Regions from separate parts of the Rattus norvegicus genome. Here region 2 is linked to region 1. A link is a contact called in public Hi-C data. All regions are on one chromosome and are shown on one strand. The core of a region is the stretch at or near the end of the contact, and the rest is flanking DNA. Distances in the headings are between cores, read along the strand shown. Region 1 holds the start of Tmem192 (transmembrane protein 192). Region 2 holds the start of Cpe (carboxypeptidase E).

The links. Hi-C and Micro-C count contacts between places; a contact is called where the count stands out from the background.
Region 2: a Hi-C map of frontal cortex shows a contact between it and region 1, with 3 times the contacts expected there. The contact joins the promoter of Cpe here to the promoter of Tmem192 in region 1. A contact is called at or near these places in 2 of 12 Hi-C or Micro-C datasets (the A7r5 cell line and frontal cortex) and 1 of 1 datasets of contacts at active chromatin or transcription factors (oligodendrocytes).

The regions. Positions count from the first base shown.
Region 1 is chr16:29,524,403-29,531,308 of GRCr8, forward strand. It overlaps Tmem192 (transmembrane protein 192), which reads right to left and starts at 3,082. Exons shown (of 6, transcript NM_001014141.1): 1 at 2,995-3,082. The coding sequence starts at 3,021.
Region 2 is chr16:29,794,212-29,801,117 of GRCr8, forward strand. It overlaps Cpe (carboxypeptidase E), which reads left to right and starts at 2,496. Exons shown (of 9, transcript NM_013128.2): 1 at 2,496-2,890. The coding sequence starts at 2,584.

The sequences.
Region 1 (6,906 bases), core at 1,832-4,331:
CACCTTCTCCTTGCTTAATTCATTTCTCAACTTGTCATAGGACAAGTTGTAGCTTTACAAAGTTCATTTTCTTTCTTTTTCTTTTCTTTCTTTCTTTCTTTTTCCTTTTTTCTTTTTTCTTTCTCTCTCTCTCTTTCTTTCTTTCTTTCTTTTTTGGTGGTTTTTCAAGACAAGGTGTCTCTGTGTCATCCTGGCTATCGTAGACCCTCACTAGGTAGACCAGGCTGGTCTCAAACTCAGAGATCCACTTGCCTGTTTCCTGAGTGCTGAGATTAAAGTGTGAGCCACCACTGCCTGGCTTGAATCATTTTCAATCAACTTATCGATCAACTTTTCTGTCTTCTTACAAATCTCTCCCCACCACAAACCTAGGACCACATGAGTGATACGCAAATGCTCTAACACTGAGCTACACCCCCAGAACCCCAAATTACTCCTTCATTTCCTTTATTTTGGCCGACAGCTCCCTAAGACCAAGGGTGACCTTAAGTTTAAGATTCCTTCCCCTTACTTCCTCAGTGCTGGGATTACAAATGTGTGCTACCATGCCTGGTTTCTGTGGTGCTAAGGACTGAGCTCAGGGATGTGTGCATGCTAAGCAAGCAAGAACTCTACCATGCTCGCCCAACCCATTTCCATGACTTATGACTGAGTTACTACCAAAGAATTCAGCTATTATTTTGGTCCCTACACTACCTCTTCATTTTCTTCCCCCAGTAACTACTTCCTTTGGGGACCTATGTCTATAGTGTATTAAGTCTTACTAGGACCCAGGTATAGTGGCTTCAGGAGGATTACCGTAAGCCAGAGGCTAGCCTGAGTCACCTAGTGTGAGCCTGTAAAAAACCAAAATTCATGTGGGATATCTTTAAATATTTCCCCTCTGCCTCTCTTGGTCTGAGGGTTGTCATACAACAAAAGATGGTTTGTAGACAGATCTCGGGTAAGGTCACAGCACCATATTCATGTCAGAGTACATACTGTGAAGGTGTGTCTCTGTTTTCAATTGTTAATTCTGTACCAGCAGAGAGCTAAATGCTAGGATTCTGGTCTTCCCATTTCTATGGCCCATTACTGGGTTTCTATTTTTGTAAATATTTGTTCTTCCTGCTCTGATCTAGAATTGTCTCTAGTTGGCTGTCATAAAGAGCTGACAGCCAGTAGTTAGGCAGGGGGTGGAGGGTGACTTTTCCAGGGGAGAAAGGGATTCTGGGAGAAGAAATCAGAGGTGAGGGATTCAGACAGCAGACAAGGGAATAAACAGAGGCGCCTGAGCTGAGCAGAGGTAGAGCTGGCCACAGCAGGACGTAGTGCCAGGATTAGTCAGGTTAGAGTAGCTAGAAGACAGCCCTCGATGAAAAGCCTAAGCTTTAAAATATTAAAAACTCAGTGTCATTATATACGAGCTAGGCCTGCTATACACTCACCCCAGTGAGGACTCTAAAATGCCTCCTATTACTTAAGACCCTTTGAGCTGCCTTTGTTTGGGTCCTTCAGAGGCCTGGGTGTTCATTTATTCAAAGCTGCAACAAGTCCTTGTCTTTATAAACGAGCCATTCATTCACTGACTCGCTTAAGCACCTGGGCTTGCAACATAGCCCATGTACAGCTCACTAAATGTGCACTTTGTTATCTACAAAATACCAAAGGCAGGCAACCTCCCTAGGTCCATAGGTTCAGCCACTTCATTGTTGGTGAAATACCCATCCCCGATTGTTTGCCGAAAGAAATATCCAGGACTGTACTTCTGAAAGATCCAAGAACTCCAGGGCAGGTTAGCACCGAGAAACACTGCTCGAGTTTTTTCTAAACCACTCATTTTCCTCTTATTTATTCCTTCCAGAAATTGTCAGTCCATGAAATCTCACTCGTAAAATTTCAAAAGCAATGCGCTATGCTTTAGATTAGTTCCATTGTTAGAAACATATTTCATGGAGAAAATTCAACTAGCTAGGTGGCAAGGTACTCCCACCATTGAGGCATTAAAATGGGCTGTCAGGGAACAGTTAGGCAAACTTAAGGCCAGGTTAGGCTATATAATGAGTACCAGGCCAGCTAGGGCTACCTAGCACATCTATAATAAGTAAATAAATGATTGCAGGACCCAAACACACAAGAATCTAAGCTCTTACAGTTCTGGAACTTTTTTTTTTTTAATGTAAGACCATGCTAATGTTTTTATTAGTTATTAGCTCAGGTCATTGTGCTAACATAATGTCAGCCTTGCATTTCTCAAGGGCAGGGCTTTTATTATGCCAATAGACAAAATAGTTTGTTCTGGAAACAAATGCAAATTTCCTCTCAAAGTGTCACCCCCCCTCTCACCTGATTTCAAATTAATCAGTGTCTTAATGAGTTCATAAACTCAAGATTTTTCCAATTGTATTATCATTCTATACTGGCTACACCGCGAAGTGGGCCACCTGGAACTTTTTTTTTTAAAGCAAGCAGGCATGCATCTAAGATTCAAACATCTTTCCGTTCCTATCATGCCTACATTCAAAACACATGATACACTTATGCTCCAATCTGCGTTTCCGGGAGATGAGAGCTACAGGTCCGCCCGAGGGAGGCTATTAGCCCAAGCACCAGTGTCACACCAGGAACCCAGTGCTCTCCAGTCGCAGCAGGAGGGCCCACATAAGCCGGGTCACCCCGGGCGTAAAAGTCCGCCTGTCAGTCTTTCCCAGGAAGGACCGATCAGGGTAGTGAGCATCACGTGAAGCTCTCATTTCCGGAACCAAAGACGCGCACTGCACGTGAGCCGCCGACTGAAGGGTCCCCCGCGCCAACCCTGCCGTGTCCCTCCGATTACACAGGAAGACGCTCCCGGAATCCGCGGTCCCCGCCCGTCGCGTCACCCCGCACCCCGCACCCCGCGTCCCCGATGGTGGAGCCGCTGCGACTCTGGGTAGCTCCCAGCCCGCTGTCTCCGCCCCCTGAGCTCAGCACAGGAAGCGGGATGGCGGCGACGGGGCTCGGCGCCTCACTCACGTCCTCCAGCCTACCGCCCGCCGCCATGACCCGCCGTCGCGGGCCGATGCCCCGCCAGCCTGACCTCTCCACCAGCGCCCCGGCGCCGAGGGCCCGGGACAGTCGCACCTACTTGGACCTGCGCGCCCCGCCCCGGACACACCCACTCTGCGCCAGCCCCGCCCCTAAGGCCACGCCCCTCGACTTAGATCAGCCGATCAGAAGCCAGGAGGAGTGTGGCCCTCCCTTCAGACTCCCGCTTTGGGTGTCGGTCTAGCCCAGGCGGTTGTTTCATCCGTTTATCAGAGATTTGGCAATTAAAAAAATGAATTTCTAGAGCAACCATTTAAACCATGTTTCGTCAACTACTCTTTAAACATTAACTTATTTCTGTTGCGTAGTTTTTGTTTGCAGCGATAGCTCTGTGTTCGGAAAAAGACGCAGTAAAAATTGTAATTCCACCTGTAGAGGGACTGACCTAGAATAGATTCTAATTTGTATAACAAATTTACAGTTGTCTCCACAGGAAATTCCTGTAGCTTTTGTTGTTCTTGTTGTTTTTGTTGTTGTTGTTGTTTTTTTAGGTATTCTGTTTCTGTTTTTTCTTTCCCCATCTCTTTTTCTGTCCTTTGATTATTTTTGGTTTCAGTTTTGCTTTTTGAGACAGGGTTTCTCTACATAGCTCTGCTGTTCTGAAACTCACTATGTAGACCAAGATGGCCTTGAACCCTCAGAGATTCACCTGTCTTTGTCTCCTCTAGTGGAGTGCTCAAATTAAAGGCTTGTGTCACCACTATGTGAATCCCGGGCTTGGTAGCAAAAGCCATTGGTTAGTCCTCATTTTTTTTTTTTAAATTAAAACAAGGTCTCAAGTAGCTTACGCTGACCTAGAAATTGATGTGCGCTGAAACTGACTTTCAGTTCCTGATCCCCTTGCCTTTGCACAGTGAAATCTGGCATTGTTAGTACACACCACCCACCTGACAAGTTGTTTTGTACATACAAAGTATTTTAAAATTGTTTTTATTTTATGTGTTTCAGTGTTTTATTTGCATGGGGGGCTGTGCACTGTGTGCATGCCTGTTGCCCAGGGAGGCCATAGGAGCTATTGGATCCTCTGACACTAGAGTTTGACAGTTGTTTTTGGGAATCAAACCCAGGTCCTTTGGAAGAATGGTTAGTGTATCTAAGTAGCACTGAGGCATCTCTGCAGCCCAAGTTTTAACACACACACACACACACACACACACACACACACACACACACACTGAATCGTACTGGGGAACTGGGTGTGGTAGCACACACCTGTAGTCTCAGGACTTAGAAGAGGCAGAAGGATCATGAGTTCAAGGCCAGGCTTTGCTCTATAGTAGATTAGAGGCACGCCTGGGTCACATGAGACTATCTCATGAAGAAGTAAAGAGAGAAGTGAGGAAGAGTCCGTAATGTCTGTGGGTGAGGAGGAATTGGGAAGCAAAGGTGTCATCAACACTGAGCAGACTGGGCCCCAAGGACAGTGGCTGGACTTGTCCGTTGGGAAGAATGCCTGTCCTCCTGTCCTGGAACAGGTAGTTGAATCATATTGGTTCCTTCCTCTCCCTAAAACCAGCTTCTCTACAGGCCCTGGAAAGGAATAACCCTGAAATCCTCAAAGAACATCTCCTTATGTGCTGCACAGTTTTAACTGGACTTTGCTCTTTTAAATAAGCGTTTACTGGCGCCTGTTAATTATATGTAATGATAGGTTTCATGGTGGCATTTTCATACGTGTTTATAAGGAATTTGGCTTATATAGCACCCGTTGCCTTCTCGTGTTCCCTCCCACTGATTCCCTTCCTTTTCCCAACTAGTCTCCTTTCTGATTTCACGGCAGCAATGTGGAATGTGTATGTGCATGCTCGAGCATGTGCATGTTTGTGTGTGATGTAATGAGTTTAAGGTTTCATACTCACAGTATCATGTGTCACTTACCAATCACCTCCATTCCTAAAGAATCTCTCTCTCTCTCTCTCTCTCTCTCTCTCTCTCCCCCCCCCCCTTGATTTAATACAGAAAGTCAGGCCATTGAGTGGCTTAGCAGGTAAAGGTGCTTGCTTTGAAAGCCTGACCTGATGACTTGAGTTCAATCCTCAAGACCCATGAAAAGTATCAGGAAAGGGCTGGAGAGATGGCTCAGCGGTTAAGAGCACTGATGCTCTTCCAGAGGTCCTGAGTTCAATTCCCAGCAACCACCTTGTGGCTCACAACCATCTGTAATGGGATCTGATACCCTTTTCTGGTGTCTGAAGGTAGTATCTGTCTGCTCACATATGTAAATAAATAAATCTTTTTTTTTTTAAGTAGCAGGAAAGAACCAACTCTGCAATGTTATCCCCTGACCTCCCTCTATGTACACCAAACCACGGACACCCTGCCCCTCAAATAATAATAAATAAAAATATCTAAACATATTTTAAAAATAAGGAAGGTTGAGTTCAGATCCAGTTTAGCTGAGTTGGACTTTTTTTCTTTTGTGTTTTGAGGCAGAGTCTTATGTTGCCTAGCCTGGCCTCCAATTCATTCTGTAGCTACAGATGACCTTGAACTCCTGATCTTGTATGGCAGAGCCATCACACAGCCCAGCTGTGAACTCACAGTCAATAGTAGTTGGGTTCAAAGGAAAATGACGGCATGGTTAGGAGATTCTACTAGAAGACAGGGGGTGGGGGAGCACGGGATGCAATAAGAATAGGTTAGCAAGGTATGAGAAGGATAAAATGAGAGATGTGGTAAGGAACAGAACAAACAGGGTTCGTGTGCAGTCGCTGAGAAGACGGGAAATAGATCAGGAAGGCTGAGGGGCATCAAACTGGGCAACCACCCTCTCATTCTCTGAGTATTTCCCATCCGTCTGTCCTTCCTTTCTTCCTCCTTCCTCCCTTCTTGACATCTTTCCCTTTCTTTGTCTTGTCATCTCTTTTTATGTTTTTCTTCCTCTTCAGCACACACACTTATGGATTCAGGCTGTCCTTGACCTTGCTGTATAGTAGACAGGATGACCTTGAACTCCTGATGTTCTTGTTTCTATTGCCCAAGCACTGGGATTACAGCGAGAGCCACTGCACCAGTTTATCACATAGCTCATTATTATCTATATTTATTATTACTACTGTGTGTGTGTGCACTCACGGACATGTGAATGCATGCGTGTATGCACACTACACCATGTGTGGAGGACATGGTTGGTTCTCATCTTCCACCGTGGGTTCTAGCGTTCAGGTCATCTCTTGTATGGCATGCACTGTTATTTGCTTAGCCATTGTGCCAGCCATGTCTTACAGTTTTAACAAATCCTTATATCCTGAGCATGTTTTCTTGTCAGTCTGCCCTCCTTCCAGGGCAAACCAGGGCCGAGCAGAGAGCCTCAGAATCACCAAACTCAACTTAAATTTGACTTCCAGCACTTTCCTTGTCTGTAAAGTGGATAGACCGACATTTATAAAGGGAAAACAAGGGCTGACGGTGTAGGTAAGTGGTAGAAGCTTGCCTCTTGGGGTAGAGGAAGAGTGGCTTCAATCTCCAGCACTGAAAAAGAAATCTTTTCTTTGCATAAGATTGCCACACTTGAGGAACTCACGAAATTCTAGCTTCCTTCCGGTCCCCTCCCCCCTCCCCTGTCTCTCCACTTCTCCTTATTATAAATTGCTGGGGTGAAGGGGCCAGGTGCACACTGTGCTCTTCGGGGGCATCCAGTGCTGCACTAAGTCCAATTACGTATTTAATAAATGCCTTTTGATTAATTTCAGCATCGTCCTAAGCAAGCGAAAATCACTCTGCTCAATCTCCCTGATTAGATGTTTTTCCCCTGGAAGAAGTTCAGATGGCACAGGTACTAAATCCAATACTGGTGAATTTTAGCAAACCATGAGGCTTCTGTTCATCTCTCCTCAGAGA
Region 2 (6,906 bases), core at 1,246-3,745, 270 kb after region 1:
CTACACACACACAGTAGTTGTGTGTGTGTAGTTACTAGTCAATATGCCCCAACCCAGCCACAAATTAGTGAGGTTGCTTTCAATTGCTAACTTAAAATCCTAACTGTATATTTTGAAGTCATTGGTTTTAGCCACTCTGTTTTCTTCTCTCTGGTTTTCCAAGGTTACTCTTTTGGAAATGCTTTTAGAAACCTAATTATAGCTCTGGTTTCAGACTTCTGAACTAAGAAATCAAATACAGGCTGGTTAGAGCGGAAAGCATTGGGGCTTTTTGTTGCTATTTTTCATAAAGTTCTGTCTACCTCAAGGAGGATGTCAGATGAAGGCTATCCTCGCCCCCAAAAAGCCCCACCCCCTACTCACATCTGTGGTAGCTTATTAAAGCAGCACCTAACTATAATACAAGCCAGCACTTGGAAGGTTCCAGATAAGAAATCGGGAGTTCAAAGCTAGTCTCAGATATATAGTGAGTTTGAGGTTAGCCTGGGCTACATGAGACCCTATCTTAAAAAAAGCATCTATGCTGCTGTGCGAGATGTAGACCCATCGATTCGAAACTAACCTCCCTGCTAGTGCCTTGGCAACCTGTCTGTTCATACACTTTGATTTACCTGCTTGAGGGAGAGTCTCACTATTTAGCTCAGGTTAGCCTCAATCCCGGTGTCCTCCCGCTTCAGGTTCTTGAGTTCTGGGACTACAGGCGAGCGCTATCATGGCTGTGTGCTCCTTTAAACTTGTATTTAGATATGTTTATGTCCCCATTTATTACTGCATATGTGAGGGTGTCTATGGAGGCCAGACATCAGATCCCTGGAGCTGGAGACGCAGACGCTGTGATCCCCTGGTTGTGGGGGCTGGGAATTGAACTCAGGTGCTCTGTAAGAGTATTGTGTGCTCTTTACTGTGACGCCGTTTCTCCAACCCCTGAAACAGTAATATTAATTTTATTTTTAAAATTCTCAACGTGAGCCGAATGCCTACAGTTGCTGCCCTTTTTGGTTTACGTTTGTTCCCTGAACGTGTGACAGATAATTTTTAGATGCCTCCTTCACCCAGTGCCAGCAATATTTCGTGCCTTAACTATAGCAGTCTGGTTCTCAAGGGGTGGGAGTGGCCTGGGTGGGTGGGGTGTGGGCAGCCATGACTGCCACAGGTCGGCTTCTGAGGGCAGTGGGCCTTCTGAGAACCACAGAGGCCACCCAACCTGTTGTCCTGCTAACATCACTTTCTTTCTTTTTTTCCCCCCCCCCCGGAGCTGGGGACCGAACCCAGGGTCTTGCGCATGCTAGGCAAGCGCTCTACCACTGAGCTAAATCCCCAACCCCTGACATCACTTTCTAAGCAACTGGGTTCCCTTTGCCCTCTAGCTGCATCTGAGACCAAGGAGTCAGAAAGAGAAGGTGCTTCCACGGTTTCAAACTTCAGTATAAAAGAAAAAAAAACCTAATGAAATTATTTATAGACCTGGATTCCTTTCTAGGTGACAGGTTTTATTCAGGACAGGGTATTATTAGATAGTGGAGAAAGAGGCATCTGGGGAAAAATGTCCCACATGAAACCTTCCCCTGCTGGTGTGCTGATCTTTTTTTTTTTTTTTTTTTTTTTGGTGGCCACGCTCAATGGATTATTTGTTCAGATCCATACTGGTGTTACATCCAATGGCAACTGTTGTAGAGTAACATCTGCTGCAGATGTTGCTCCAAAAGTACAGACCCTGCCCAAGGGTGGTCATTTAAGCCCACGATTTTATACCCTTGCAGTCACTTTGTGAAAGGGAAGACAATATCATTTATCTGCATCGGTTTTTCCTCCATCACAGGATTGAATCATACTGCCAAACGAAATCCTTTGTCTAACGCATGAACAGAGTCTCGTTGGTGTTTCTCAGAGTGTCACAGAAGATGAGTGGTATTGGTCTTGCTTGCTTACCTCATTTCTCTCTCTTTCCCCCTAGAAGGATTCCGGAGTATGTCTGAATACAGTTAAAAGCGCTCTCTGTAAATGGGTAGAAAGCAGAATCAAATCAAAATACAGTGTTCTGGTTTCTAGCCAGACCTTGCTGTAAGATGAAGCCACAACCCTTAAGTTTCCACTATTGCAGCAGTAATGTCCGAGAAAGAAGGCAAGCTGTGGGTTGCTTCTCACCCCCACCCCACATTCTGATGCCTCTAGGTGGAAATCAAAAGGCTCTGCTAGTAACCCAAGAATGTGTTTTCTACAAGGGTGATCCTGGTCGTGGTTCCCTCTCATTCACAATAACCCTCCTAAGCCAAGGTCTTAGCTGTCATTCCACCTGCGTGGTCCCTGGCGCCATTTGGCTTTTGACGTGGGTCTGAGCCAAGGAATAAAGCCAGCATCCCTGGCGGTTGTTCCGCCTGTGCCGGGCCTCCTGCCTCCTGCTCCCCGGGGCGGGTAGTGCAGCGCGCAGAGCCGTCGCGTCGCCACTGTCCTCTGGGTGGCCCCAGCGCGCACCGTTCATTGAGCCGTGGAAGGTGAGACGAGAGGAGGCTGGTGCTGAGCTCGCCAACTCCACCCGGGCCCGGGCAGACAAAAGAGACCGGCGGTACAGCTCGCGGGGACGCGATGGCCGGGCGCGGAGGACGGGTGCTGCTGGCGCTGTGTGCCGCGCTGGTGGCCGGCGGGTGGCTGTTAGCGGCTGAAGCCCAGGAGCCCGGGGCGCCAGCGGCTGGCATGCGGCGGCGCCGGCGGCTGCAGCAGGAGGACGGCATCTCCTTCGAGTACCACCGCTATCCCGAGCTGCGCGAGGCGCTGGTGTCGGTATGGCTGCAGTGCACCGCCATCAGCAGGATCTACACGGTGGGGCGCAGCTTCGAGGGCCGGGAGCTCCTGGTCATCGAGCTGTCTGACAACCCCGGGGTCCATGAGCCCGGTAAGTGCGCTGCGGGGACGGGAAGGAGGAGAGGTGGGCCCCGAGTTGCTGCCGGGTGAAGGATGCCTGGATGGGAAGTGGGAAGGAAACGAACGTCAGCCTCTCCATCGTTCACATCTTCGACCCGTTTTTTGTGAACATAGGCGGGGACTGGGGGGGGCTGGAGGCATGGGGACAGGAATACAGACAAATCCCAGAGCTGAGTTCCCGGGTGCTCACCCTCACAGATGGGTCAAACTCTAAACAGAATAGAATTATGAGTTCTCAGAAGGCAAACACCTTCCCGGTAGACACCAGTGAAAAATAAGGTGCAGAAGGCGGGGTCTCAGAGGAGCAGGGAGAGTCTTCTATCATTTGAGAATTTCCAAAGGACCAGCTTATTGGGCGCTGCAGGCTCTGCGTACCCACCTCTGCGTTTGTGTGAGCGTTAGGTGCACTCTCGACTGGGGATGCTGGCGAATTTCAAAAAGGATATTGATGATCTAGATGTTGTGTGGGGTGCATACATGTAGATCTTCCTACCAGGGTAGAAAAGGTTTCTAACAGGCTTACAGACCATGCCTCGCCTTACTAAGGGAAAATAACAGCCCCCCCCGACTCCCCACCCCCCGCTTTGACCACTCTAAGATGAGTAGTGCATGATCACGTTTTATCTCCAGCAACCATCGGGTTAGGCATTTTCTGTCAGAGTACGTTAAAGCACGTTTTAATTTGTGTTAAAGGCTTGGTATTAAAAGGATATTTTAAGCAATGTTTTGGGACCCTTTGGGTTATGTTTATGCTGTTTAGAAAGCATTTAGGCCTGGCCTTTCTGTTGGTAATAAAGGCCTTGCTAAAGCACCCAAATCAGTATGGAATGATTTTATTTCTTTAACGACGAAGAAAACATAAAACCCAGGCTAAAAATTCTCAATGCAGGACATGAAAAGTCTCCCTTCCTTTATCTCTCCCTCCCCTCATCCCCCCTTTTTCTTCCTCCCTGGGTTTCTTGTCCATTAGATTGGCCTTGAATTTGAAATATTGTCCTGGCTGGCCTCGAACTCCTGATCATTCAGCTTCTGAATCCTAAAGCTGGGATTGTGGATGTTTCCCACCATTCCCGAATTTTTCCTATCTCCTTTTTATTTTTATTTATTTATTTATTATTATTTTTTATATTTGCTGTGGTGGGATGCAATCCATGAAGACTGAGTAGCCCCTGTCACTGAGCCATGTGGTCATTCGTCTGCCTGCACAGTTTTCCCAGCATAAGAACCAACAGGGGAAGGGACAACATAGGTGCTGATAGAGAGACTTTGATCTTAAACCATGGAGTGTATGGATTGAGAAGTCCTCCGAAAACCTTTCTTGCCTATGGCTAAGGTAAATGAGAGGGTGCGAATGAATTTGCTAAGGGCTCAGTACTAGGGTGGAAACGTTAGAACCAGGTTCGAGAAAACATTCACGAAGAGTTCCAGCCTCCTCATGTGAAGCAGAACCCTGATGGCTAGTGTTTGTGCAGCTATGGGGAATAAGGAAGGGAGGTCTACAGGGAGACTCATTTTTAGCCAAGTCACACAACAAGCCGGCCACTCCTGACAGTTAAGCTTCTGTGACTCTGCCTCTCAATCTCAGCCCTTTGTTCTGCTTGTTATTAGAGGCTTCTGGTGGGCTTTTTGAATTATTTAAAGAGATGATATGAAAGCCATGGTTTAACATTATGTCCTCTTGTTTCAAATGTATAGATAAATTGACAGTATTTCAAGAATATGATATGTTCTGAAAATGAAAACAAAATTTTGGTGGAGTAGCTGGAGCACAGACCTGCAAATCTGGCTGAAAAGTGATCACTTTTTAAAAAGTCTTTCAAATTCCTTTTAGGATAAACAGATTAAAAAGCCTATCTGTACCTCTTCTGTGGTAGAAATGGGTGCATTCAATGTTATTGTCTTTGTCATTTTAAAATCCTATACCTTCAGGATGAGCAAGGTTCTAGACGTCTACACAGGTTGTTCCTGCCCCCGGGGAGATGGTGAATGGCAAATCTGACACAAAGGTTACGGGACAATCGGTGTCTGTGCCAACACTTGGAAAAGCATCCTAGGAACTCTCAGGTCCAGGGGTCGGAGAGTGCCTCACAAAGGGCAGGAAAGGCACAAATTCTGAGAATCACCATCTCTAATGTCCCTCAGACCCCTTTGAAGGAGACTACTTACCTTAACCAATTTCATTGCTGAAATATCTTTGGGATTTGTTTGTGAAACCTTTATTATTTATTTATCTGTATGTGTACATGCTTGAGTGTATGCACGTCATGGTGCATGGAAGTCAGAGGTCAACTTCCAGAAGTTGACTCTCTCCTCCACCCTATCGGTCCTTGAAATAAAAGCCAGGCTGTCAGGTCGACAAGTACCTTCACTCACGGTCTCTGGATTCTGCTTCGAATTCAATGACTTGATTGAAAATTTCCACGGAAATTTTTTATATCCATTTTGTTTTCCGGCACGAAAGAAGAGTCAGGTTTGTTTTCTTACCCTAGGTAACTTTTTATGAACGTCCACCCAAATGCCTTGGATTGGGCAGTGGTTGAGTTGGGGAGCACCCACTTAGGGCCTTGTGCTGAACTTCAGGACAAAAAGAATTATGGTTATTTCTAAGGATTTAGTCAATGGATGTAAGAGAACCTTAACATATCCCCCAACAAGAATGGCGACAACTGAGCGGGCAGTAATGGGGGGAGGATGGGGAGGGGAACACCCATTAGAAGGGGAGAGGGAGGGGTTAGGGGGATGTTGGCCTGGAAACTGGGAAAGGGAATAACAATCGAAATGTAAATAAGAGGGGTTGGGGATTTAGCTCAGTGGTAGAGCACTTGCCTAGCAAACACAAGGCCCTGGGTTCGATCCCCAGCTCCAGAAAAAAAAAAAAAGAAATGTAAATAAGAAATACTCAAGTTAATAAAGATTAAAAAAAATGGTGACAACAACTGAAAGCTTCATTTGGTTAAATTGGCACATTCTGGACAGATACTTCTTCAAAAACAGACAGCTTTCTTTCTGGCCAGAAGGAAGCAGCCTTTGTATTTGTTTGGTACAGTCTGTGGGCTGAACTTGAACCCTCCCAAATAATTTCTTGTGTTTCCACTGTTGGAATTCATTAAAAGGGAAAGGAGGTTGGGAGACGGCTCTGGGGAGATGGTTCCATCAGTAAAGTGCTTGTCACCCAAGCGTGAAGATCTGGAGAGGATCCCTCAGAACTCACGGATGATGCTGAGCAGAACACATGTGTAAACTCAGTGCTAGCAATGCACCGAGGGGACACTTGGGGCCGGCTGGCCAGCCAATCCACCTGATCTGACAAGCCCCAGGATCAGCAAGACACCCTGTTACAGAGTTGAGTTCGAGAATGATTGAGGAAGGTACCCAATGTTGTACCCTCTCATTTACATGTTAGCAAGTAAGGAAGCACACACACACACACACACACACCACATACACACACACACACACTCCACATACACACACTCACTCACACAAACTCACGCACACACACACACACACCACACACACACTCACTCGCACACACACACACCCCACATACACACACTCACACAAACTCACGCACACACACACACACACTCACTCGCACACATACTCACACACTTACATACACACCACACATATACACACTCTCACTGACACATGCACACATACACACACACAGGAAATTCCATTTTGAATTTATCAGTAAGGGTTATCTATATATATTCTGTGATGATTCAACAGGAAACAGCTTGATTTTTGATTTGCTAAAATATGTATGAAAGAAACCTTTATTAATTTGTATCTGAGGAGTAGAATCCAAATAATCAGACCATTCTTTCCAGGGTTAAGAATCCATATGTTTGGAACAATAACTGTTTACATGTTGCTTTTGGGAATTCACCCTGACTCACAGCTGACACAACTTAAATACAGTCTTGAGAGCAAGGATTTTTCTCTCTCACAGGCTGGAGTGATTGTTTTGGACCCATTTCC